3 separate regions of the Mus musculus genome follow, and all the other regions are linked to region 3. Evidence: chromatin contacts called from public promoter capture Hi-C data. All regions are on one chromosome and are shown on one strand. The core of a region is the stretch at or near the end of the contact, and the rest is flanking DNA. Distances in the headings are between cores, read along the strand shown.

Region 1 (3,533 bases), core at 121-2,620, 2.2 Mb after region 3:
AGGGGCTACATTTAACAGTGTAGAGCAGGAGTCAGTAAGGCTGAGATGAGCAAGGGGTAAGAGATGCACAGTTCACCAAAACCATGGGCAGAAACTCATCCACAAGAGGAGGCAAACTGAAGCAAGTGCTATTCTGGGTGAAGATAGAAATAACCGAGAGAAAAGGGTACAAGTCCTATGTATAATTAACCAAGCTCACTAATCTTACTTGGCAAACACCCACAGAGCTACGAATCCAAGCCAAATCAATGGTTCCTGGCCATCTGCCAAAGTTGGATTCTTTCGTCTGGCATCATAAAATGATCTGTCTGTTGTATTTACAATCCCAGTACCTCTGGATTCAGTCACCCACTGGGCACCCCTGGCAGATACCCAGCGGAAAACATCAGAACTATCATTACTGTCAGAACGTGTGCATTTGACAAACACCGGAGGAAAGTGACAGATATCTCGAAGCATTAGTTAACGGCCACAAAGTACTGCTGCAGAGGAAGCGTCAAATCTGTGGCTAAAATAACTTTAAAAAACAAAAACAAAAATGAGTAGCCTTGTCCACTGTGCGAACTTGTTCACTACTCTTCGGTCTTCAATAGGCTCGAGTCAAATGTTCTTTGTTTACCCAGCATCAGAGAATTCAGCCAAAAGTAGAGATGCCGAGCAGACCAAAGTCCCAGGGGAGCAGCCTTCTGAGCCTTGCCCTGAAGGACGCATCGTACTGTGGCGTTTGAAGGTGCTCACCTGGCAGTGCCGTTCAGTAAAAGTCTTCAAGCCTCGGCATATTGTCTCCCATATAAGGCGTGCTCCCAGGATACAGTCCTGGGATGCAAAACTATTTTTATTATTAGGAAAAATCTAGTTTTCCTAGCCAGAGTCAGGAGTGAATTTACCAAATTTGCATTAAGCTGTCAGAAAGAGAAACAGTTTCCTGACATCCAAGAGCCCTTTATAGAGATAGGCAATTAAGCACCATGAAGATGCTTAGCATTTTCAGTCTGAGCCATATTTAAAAATTTCAGATAAAAAACTGAATGCACATGGCAGAGTTCACCAGCCAGTCCTGGGCCACATGACTCATGATGACCCAGCCCTAGCCTTGGAGGCACCTGTTCCCACAAGCCCTACCATGAAATCTCCCTCACTCCTCTTACCAGGGCTGTGTTCTATAAATGACTTCCTCAGACAGTTTAAGATTTTGACCACAGAGACACTGCAAATCTCTGCTCTCTAAGGATCACACCTTGTCATGGGCTCAAGCAACCGTATTTGTGACAAACAATTCTCTATGCTTGCACCACCCCAACCAGGTCTCCTAGTTCCCCAGAGCTAAGGTCAAAACAGTGAGTGCAGCTTTCCCCAGGGCAGTGGAAGCTGGGAAGCTGGGCTGCTGTTCAAGCTTCAGGCCATCTTACCTAAGAGCTGAAGCAGCCGGTGCAAGGCATCACCATGAGCCATGCGTGTGGAGCAGCAGCAAAGGCTGGGTTAGAAGGATGAAGGGGAAGAAACGCAGAACAGAAATGGAGAAAAAAGAAAGGTCTCAAAACTCAGAGAGCGCAGGGCGTGGTGGCACAGACTTTAATCCCAGCACTCGGGAGGCAGAGGCAGGCGGATTTCTGAGTTCGAGGCCAGCCTGGTCTACAGAGTGAGTTCCAGGACAGCCAGGGCTATACAGAGAAACCCTGTCTCAGAAAACAAAAAAAAAAAAAAAAGAAAAAAAAAAACTCAAGAGAGCTCACACCAGCTGGGTAGGAAGGCTCGAGATTTTATTGCCCACCCCCCCACCCCCCACCCCCGTTCTCTGAGACTCCTGACTGCTTTTCCTGCACTTGTGTCTTGAGAGAAGTCAGATCAGCAAGGTACATCTTCCCATTTTTGCTTAGAGTCATTTCCAACCAACATAAGTTCCATTAAGTAACAAGCATTCTTAACAATACCAGAAGGGCAGGCCAAACAGCTGCTCCACTAGGGGAAAGCAAGCCCAAGCCCCCACCCCCACCCCCACCCCAGGCTACACACTCTTGTTCATTAGCCTCCTGCTGCTCAGTCCTCTGTCTTGTCACAAGGAAAGGACTGATCTGTCTGCTCACAATACAACCTTTTTAACCCCCTTGCCCACAGATGCCCTGGTCAGGGTCCTAACAACCAGTCTAGCAATGCTTGCCTAAAACCAACACTGGAAGAACTAACTCAGCACTTCCCTTGCACCTCAGATGCACTCAAGTGGCCCACACCATATCCACAGTGTGTGATGTGTGTCTCATGGCTTGAGACACAGTTAACGAGGAACTAGACTAGCCTACAGTTCACATGTATTTGTGAGTATAAGCTGGCTCACAGGAGTCCTGCACTGAAACTCAGAGACACACATGCACATTTGGGGTGCTAAACAGGAAGGCCTGAAGTTACGAACAGACTCAAGTCAGACTCATTTGAAGAAGAATCTCAAAACTAACCTGGAGCTTTTAAACAAAGACGAAAACTGGACATTCTAAGAATTTTACATGTATTGGTATAAAGTTCTTTTTCCTAAAGCTTTTGAATTATTATTTTACACTTGATAGGGCCCCAAGTGACTTAACTTATCTAAGGCCACAAGGCTTAGTAACACCAATCCTCCCCCAACCTCTTTCTAAAACTGCCTCTGGGCCCTGACTGAGAGACTTTGGGTCTATTATTTAAGTGCTTCGTTCATTTTGGGCCAAGGCTCAGAGACGAAAGTAAAATAAGTACTGTGCTGAGCAGAGGCACCAGGCAGCACAAACTGCTCAATAAACGGTATTTATTATTGTTAGCGTTCCCAACTCTGAGTCTACAGTGAATGCTTCAGGCAAAGGGACATTCGGTTCTATAAATTACACGTTCTCTGGAAAACAGCCATTTGCAAGCTCTAGGCAGCCAAAGAAAAAGGAGCAAATTATAAGCAGTATTTATCTTGGATATGGTCTAGATCTTCAGGAGGGAGTAGGAACAGATAACCATTGCTAGTTGGAAAGCAATGACCACACTTGAGGGTAGGGGGCGCCATGATACTCCTCGGGACCACAGGGACTTTTCCCAGAGGGACTCCAAACCCCATTTTGCTATAACAGAGGCAAAGCAGAAAATTTCTAACACACACACAGACATATGTTACACATACACACACATATACATATATACATATATATATATGTATATATATATATATATATATATAAAAATGACAGGGACAGGAGTACTAAGAGTCCTCCCACAGTCTAGGTATAGTAAATATTCTTGTTTATTCCCAATACCTTTGCAATCCTGCTCACATTATTCAATGACCTTAACAAATCCAATTTAAAGAAAAAAAATGTAATGAGGGTGTATATGAGTACAATGCATAGGAATGTAAAGTATATTTAAAAAAAAAAAAGTCTAAACTAAACGTACAAACTGGCAGTTGCTAAAAAAGCCTGGTGGGAGTTCATGCTAGCCTGCCTACATGTGTGTATGCTTGAAATTCCCTCGATCAAAAGTTATAAATAAGTTGAAAATCAGTACAAGTTCTCTCCATG
Region 2 (3,455 bases), core at 667-3,166, 2.9 Mb after region 3:
AGTCTCATGGCAATACTGACAGGCTTCTTATATTCACTCATTCACGAACGGGACCAGTGAAAAGGGAATAAACAAAAAAAAACAAAACCTAATACAATTCCAGTGGACTGAGCTGGAGAGATACGTGTAAGCCCCTTAAGATCAAATGGCACTTGGCTATTATTTTATAGTGGCTTTCCTTCAAGGGAAACTACAACACTGCCCCCCAGTTTCTCTCCCAGCGTCGAGCGGTCCTTAATATCGTCCAAGCCATTTACTTGCCACTCATGTTTAATACCTAAAACGGAAAAGAAAAACACACCTCATTAACCTTATAACTAAGAAAGAGTAAAAAAAAAAATTTTTTTTTTTTGTACAGAACAGTCGATGTTGGTACCTGTAAATTTCTTTTTAATGGCATCTTTAGAGCTAGCATAAATCATCTTGCTTTTTAACGGTGCACTTTCAGGAGCCCTACGGGGGAGAAAATGTTGAATTTCAAAAGAAAAACAAAGGCAAAAACTGACTCTGATAATAATAATCCTTGCACTTTTAGAAGTACTTTTTTTCTTTTGTTTTTACACACCAGAATATAAATACTAGGTCTTCTTTCTTAGACTCTTTTGTTTCGTACGTGGCATCGTACAAAGCATATCGGCAATCATTCAGAGGCAACAACTTCACAAAAGATGTGTAGGGGTCCTCTACAGTGTCACCAATGTCACCCACCAAGATCTGCTTGGCTTCCTCTACAATTATTTGTCTTTTGTCATCGCTCAAACAGAAGAGAACTGCTTTCTTTCTTTTTTTGATCTCCTCCTGTGTAGAAGATTTTCTTACTTTCATATCATTAAAAACTTTGATGACTTCATCATTCACTGTAACTCCAGATGCCTGAAAACAAACAAAGGGTGGGAATTTAGAATAAGGATTTCGGTTTTAACCAAAATCATAGACTTCAGTCTGGCCAGAGTATTAAAAAACTGCACCAAACAACGTAAGCAGTCCTATTAGGTCTGTCAATTTTAAATATCAGAAGAAGATACGGGTAAAATGTCTAACTCATACTGCTCATTCATCCTTCTTAAAGGAGTACGGAGAGAACCGCTAACGGGAGGTGGGAAGGGACAAATACAGTTGAGCCATGCCTGAAATGTTTCCTATTTCACTGGGTGATGTCAGAGCTTCAGGAGCAGCAGCAAAAATACCTTCTGTATTGTGTCAACTCTGCAGGCCTTAAAAAAAAACACTCCAGGATTTCAGTTAACGCTTCTACTATTTTTTTTTTCTTTCTTTAAAGCCGTCTTAGCCACGGCTGCTTCCACATAAGGAAAGAGAATCAAGTGTAAACTCCAACCCGCTGCGGCTACAGCGATTACGCCCCACCGCCCATTGGCAGCCGCTTTGAAACTAACAGATCCCGTGAAAAGGCTCCCTACGGCGAGAAAAGCGTTTTAAAATAGGTTTCTACCTGTTCAATCTCCTCGGAACGGCGTTATGGCCGGCCTCCTAGACCCTCACCCAGAGGCTGCTGGCCACGTACCAACCTTACAGCGCGCGAGTTAAAAACCTTAAGCCGCGCAGGGCAGAGCAACACGCGGGGGCCCTGGCCCAAGGAGCGACCCTCTCGCGCCGGGCCTGCGCCGGGCCCTCCCGCCTCGGGACTCGGAGCGGCCGCAGGGCCTCGAGCCCTCGGCCCGCAGCGCCGAAGCGCCCACCGCACAGGCCCAGGCAGGGTTAAGATGGCGGCCGCGCGGGGATCCGCGCCGCGCCCAGCATTCCCCCGCCGGCGCGCCCACCTTACCATAGTGCCCGCGGCTGAAGTGGCTGCGGCGGCGGTGGCTCGGACTCCGGCTCGGTGGCACTGGGACGAGAAGAAGGAGGGGTCGGCGGCGGGCAGCAGAGAGTGCAGGGCACGCCGGGAGCTGCAGCCGGGCGGGCGGGCGGCGGGCTGGAGGGCCGCAGGGCGGGCGGGGCGGGGGCGGTCACGTGGTCAGGCCCCGCCCCCGCCGCTGTCCTCCGCCTGACCCCGGAGCTCCAGAACCGCTAGCAGAACCACGCGCAGCGGCGGCGGGAGCCCCGATGCTGACAGGGATGGTCGTAGCGACCAATCCGGGTTCAACGCTCGAGCGGTTCGCGGGCTCCTGGCGCTGCTCTGGGGGGTTGTGACGTGAGGAAACGGGGTGTGGTGGTCGGGTAGAGAGCTCTTTGCTTCATTCACTTGCGCTTTCCACGGAAAGGGTCCGGATTGTAACCTTTCGGGACCCCTTTGGAAAGCCCCGACTTTGAATGAATCGTTAAGATCTTATTCTTCTTTGTGTGTTTGAATTGAGACAGGATCTCGTTTGGAGTCTTTTGCGGGTCTCTTGATTCATGAAGTAACTGCAGATGACCTTGAACGGATCCCGCCTCCATCCTGCAGGTGTTGGGATTACAGGCAAGCACCACCTCCCTGGGTTTAGACCCCTCTTATTACTAAAAGGAGAACGAACACTATAAATATTACCTTAGTGATTGAAGTACTAAGCAAAGGCAGAATGAGAAGCAGGAATGTTGGCTTATACCTGGAATTCTGCAAGAAGAGGGTGAGGTCACAAAAAGTCTCTGGAGATACCTTGGACAGAATTATAATCCAAGTAAAACCAGAAACTGCTCAAGTTACGTTTCTTTTCCCCTGTAAATGGGATGTATTGAGATTACTAGAAAAATAAATGTTTATATGTGGAGAGAAAAGGGCCTGACACATTTGATTTGGTAATTGTGTTGAAATCGTGTGTGTGTGTGTGTGTGTGTGTGAGAGAGAGAGAGAGAGAGTGTGTGTGTGTGTGTGTGTGTGTGTGTGTGTGTGTGTGTGAATAGGTGTGCTGTGGGAGTCATTTCTCCTCTACCGTGTGGGCCCTGGGAATTAAACTTAAGTCATCGAGCTTGGTGGTACCCTATCCCCATGTCAGGCAGCACACAGGCAGTCGTCACCTGTGAGCTCAGCTCCATGGACCCTGACTCCCTCTCCTAACCTTCACAAACACCTGCACATGTGCACACACATAAAAAATAAATGTAAAAAATCCTTTTGTTTTTACTCAGTGTACATGTAGGTGTATCTGTGTGAAGGTCTGCTATGTGTGTGTGGGTGCCCTTAGTAGCCAGAAGATGTTTGATCACTGGAGCTAGAGTTGCAAGAGTGGCAGACCATTGTGAGCTGCCTGAGCTGCCTGTTGTGGGTGCTCCGGTCCACTCTACTTTCTCAGGCCCACAGATTTATTATTATACATAAGTACACTGTAGCTGACTTCAGACACACCAGAAGAGGGCATCAGATATCCTTATAGGTGGTTGTGAGCCACCTTGTAGTTGCTGGGATTTAAACTCAGGACCTTTGGAAGAGCAGTCAGTGTTCTTAACTACTGAGCCATCTCTCCAGCCCTAGTTTGTTCTTAAGAGTGAGTGCTTCTTGAGCATGGAGAAAGGATTGTGGG
Region 3 (3,331 bases), core at 482-2,981:
GAAATTTTAAAGGTTCTGTGGGATTCTGGGAAGATGGTTCAGCAAGTAAGAAGGCTGGCTGAGCAAGAATGAAGGCCCGAGATCAAACCCACAAAAAAACGTGGACGGGGCAGGCACTTCTAACTGCACCGCTGTGGCGGGCAGAAAGACTGCTAGGGCTTTCTCTAGGTTTAGGGAGAAGACCCTGCTCCAAAAAAGCAGAAAGTGAGAGCAGGGCAGACAGTCCTGGGTGCAAGCACCTTCGAATACATGTGCATATTACTACCTCCCCACCCCCTCCCCCGTTATTTGGGAACTCTGTATTTTCCTGCTACTAACATCAAACGCTAATATAATTAAAGAACAAGTAAAGGTAACCTAATCAAGGATCCATAAAGAGTACCAAAGGTTAAGTCAGGAGTTTATTCTTGACCTACAGCTATCTATGTAAAGTAAGTGCATTCCACAGCACAACCAATCCGCTCTCCAATATTCTCCCGCCCCTATCTTAGTAAAACTGCCTCCTTGCTCTCTGGTGTTCGTTTTTTTTTTTTTTTTTTTTGAAAGTGAGTTAGCTGATGTGGCTCTCTCTACCTAAGCCTAGGTTGGCTGGGAACGCTCCCCTTTTCTGCCTCAACATCCTAAATACTAGAACTACAGATGTGCAACGTTAAGCCTGGCTTTATTCGTTTTTGGATGCTTATCTAAAATCTCATTCTTTGCCTCTGTGTATTAGTGCACCCCTTAAATTCCAACACTCTGAAGGCAGAGGCAGGTTTGAGACCGTCTCAAATAAATAATCAAACCTCATCCTCAGACATTGTCTCTAAGATGTTTGCGAAATAAAACCAGGCAACCTTGCATTAGGGTTAACTTAAGTTAATCTCCCAGCATTGTTTTTCAAAGTCCTGAACTGTTATAGGGCTTTTTTTTTTTTTTACTTCCTTAAACTTCTCCTTATCTCTAAGCTCTTTAGTTCCTTTAGGGTGACTAGCATTCTTATAAACCACGCACAACCCAAAAGACTACAAACCATCTAATTTGTCTGACCTGAGAGTTCAAATTCCCTTAACTTGTCAGAGGTACACGTTACGGTTACTAAGTTCCATTAGGTGCTTTACGAAGTTTCTAACGATTTGCAAACGATTTGCAATCATTTGAGATGATCTCTTTCTTGCTGGCGTGAAATAAGCAAATAAAGGAAAATAAAAAACAAACGTTTCCACCGACTCCGCAAACGCCCCTGGCGAAGGCTTTCCTTCTTAAGAAGACCTGGAAACTTCTGGCAACGTCCACTCTCTGCTGCTGGGGGCCGACCTGGAGGTGCAGGGCGGGTCCCCAGCCGCGGGGCAGGCGACCGGGTCCCCGACTTTCCCCTCCCGCGTCCCAGCCCCGCAGCTGCCGACCCCGCCTACCTGTTGGGCTGAGGAGGAAACCCGCCACGCCGCAGTCAGCCCCCGTGTCCCGTCTGTGCCTGCAGCCGGGACCCCGTCCCCCTCGGCTCCGTCCCACCGGGCCGGGTCCTCAGCCTCCGCACCGCGCCCACCCGGGACCCGCGCCACCCGGCTCCAGCCGCTCCCGCCCAGTCCCTAAGCACGCCGCCCCCAGCTTCCTCTCCGGATCTCCCGGCTTGCCTGCAGAGACGCCCTGAGCTCACACCCGTCCCGGCTGTGCCACGTTCCCGGCTCCGCGACAGCACAGCGGCACCCGGCTCCCCGCGGGCGAATGCGGAGCTGGGAGGGCGGGCGGGGCTGACAGCGCGGCGGGAGCGGCCATTGGGAGGGCCCGGCCCCTCCCGCGCCCAGGCTGGCCAGCCGCCCGCCGAGCCAGGGAGCGCACACTGTGGCAGGCGTGACTACTCCACCGCCGAGAGAGCGATGGGAGCTCCTGAGGCAGAAGTCACTTCTAGGACAGCGTGCTGTCCTCCAGTCCGGAGATTCCGGCCACAACTATTTTTGTCTATTTTTGTCGCCAGTCAGAATCTACACTTGCGGCTTAAAAGGCAGACACTTCAGGAGCCTGGAAATATTCAGGCAGGGCCGGAGCTGAAGGAGGATATGATGGAATCTTACCCGAGGAAGGGACTCTAAAGAACTTTTAACAGGAACCTAACTGTAAAAGGACTATGTGAAGATTCCACGCGGAGTCCGTGGCTCTGAGTCAGATGTGTTTTTCCACTATAATCAGGATTTTGAGTGTAACTTTTTTCCCTTGTTTTGAAACAAGCTTACAAGAAGGTTGCAATCGTAGTTCAAAAACATTATTCCCCGAACGGTTTTGAGATTTAAGTTGCTAATATTATGTCACAGTGTTCCTAAGCAGTTTACACATAGTCATAATAACTGCAATAGCGATATTCTTTATGCAATACACTCGGTTTCTTGGTTGTCTCAATCATGTTCCTTGTAAGGAAAGGCCTTCAGTTCCGAAATAAGTGTTCTTTCTAGTTGCAATGCATATCTTCAATCTGGAATACTTCCTTAGTCTTTGACATTTACAACCTTGACAACTTTGAAGACTATTGGCTCACTGTTTTTATAGAAAGGCTTTCATTCTGATTCTGTCTGATATTTATTCATGATTAGATTTAAACTAGATATCTTTGAGGACTCTCACAAGTGATTCCATGTTCATATGTGTCGGTGTTTGCTCTTCAAAAAGCTCCTTTTTCCATCTTTGTAATTAATATGTATTTTCTGAAGCTATTTTGTTTCAGGGTACCTGTGAATAACCTTGTTTAGAAATTCATAATTTATATTACTGGATATAGAATTGTTCCACTTCATTAAGTTGATTATAGTGTTCTTCCATTATTTATCTATTTACTTTTTACAACTTTTTGTGTGTGGGCCTACACATATGTGTGCCACATGCATGCAGTGCCCATGGAGGCCAGAAGAGGGCATCAGAGTTATAGGCAGTTGTGAGGTCCCTGATGTGGGTGCTAGGAACTGAACTGGGGTCCTCTGCAAGAGCAATGAGTGTCCTTTTCTTTTCTTTGTGTTGCATCCTGTACAGCTTGGTCCTAGAAACCTGACTGGGGCAAGAAGAAAGGGCAAACACAGGCACAGAAAAGTTGGGTTAAGGTGGGCCCTGCACATTTTAATGGAGTGGCATCAACTATGAAATAACCCACTGGAACCTCAGAACATGAGGCTAGTAGTCTTGATAAGAGGTATCTGTAGTGAGCTGCAGTTGCTGGGTTTTTGCACACTTTGGTCAATCATTAGTAAACCCTTGACCCAGAAGAGGGCTTTGCCACTCCCATGGGTCTGAGGCCTTGGGTCCTTGACATAGCCATGCCTTAGTCGACAATACACATTCTCTCAGGGCTTATCTCAGTTCCTTACAG

What was found. Promoter capture Hi-C pulls out the DNA fragments that hold promoters and counts their contacts. Capture Hi-C pulls out chosen DNA fragments and counts their contacts.
Region 1: a promoter capture Hi-C map of liver shows a contact between it and region 3, with 7 times the contacts expected there. The contact joins the enhancer-like site here to the promoter of Heatr5a in region 3. A contact is called at or near these places in 4 of 39 promoter capture datasets (the 3T3-L1 cell line, hippocampal neurons, liver and 1 more) and 1 of 115 datasets of contacts at active chromatin or transcription factors (embryonic stem cells).
Region 2: a promoter capture Hi-C map of liver shows a contact between it and region 3, with 4 times the contacts expected there. The contact joins the promoter of Cfl2 here to the promoter of Heatr5a in region 3. A contact is called at or near these places in 2 of 39 promoter capture datasets (cranial neural crest and hippocampal neurons) and 1 of 9 other capture datasets (liver).

Annotation. Positions count from the first base shown.
Region 1 is chr12:54,197,376-54,200,908 of GRCm38.p6, forward strand. All of the region lies in intron 1 of Egln3 (egl-9 family hypoxia-inducible factor 3), which reads right to left. Among named protein-coding and RNA genes, the nearest start is that of Egln3, 4.7 kb to the right of the region's middle. Within about 2 kb of position 1,371, at least 52 of the 459 cell types and tissues checked have an H3K27ac peak or open chromatin away from gene starts, as enhancers often do. A contact at or near this core is called in liver, where this site is marked.
Region 2 is chr12:54,860,961-54,864,415 of GRCm38.p6, forward strand. It overlaps Cfl2 (cofilin 2, muscle), which reads right to left and starts at 1,917. Exons shown (of 4, transcript NM_007688.2): 1 at 1,784-1,917; 2 at 566-873; 3 at 377-453; 4 at 1-277. The coding sequence starts at 1,786. The coding sequence ends at 165.
Region 3 is chr12:51,969,590-51,972,920 of GRCm38.p6, forward strand. Heatr5a (HEAT repeat containing 5A) reads right to left here and starts at 1,732. Exons shown (of 36, transcript NM_177171.4): 1 at 1,614-1,732.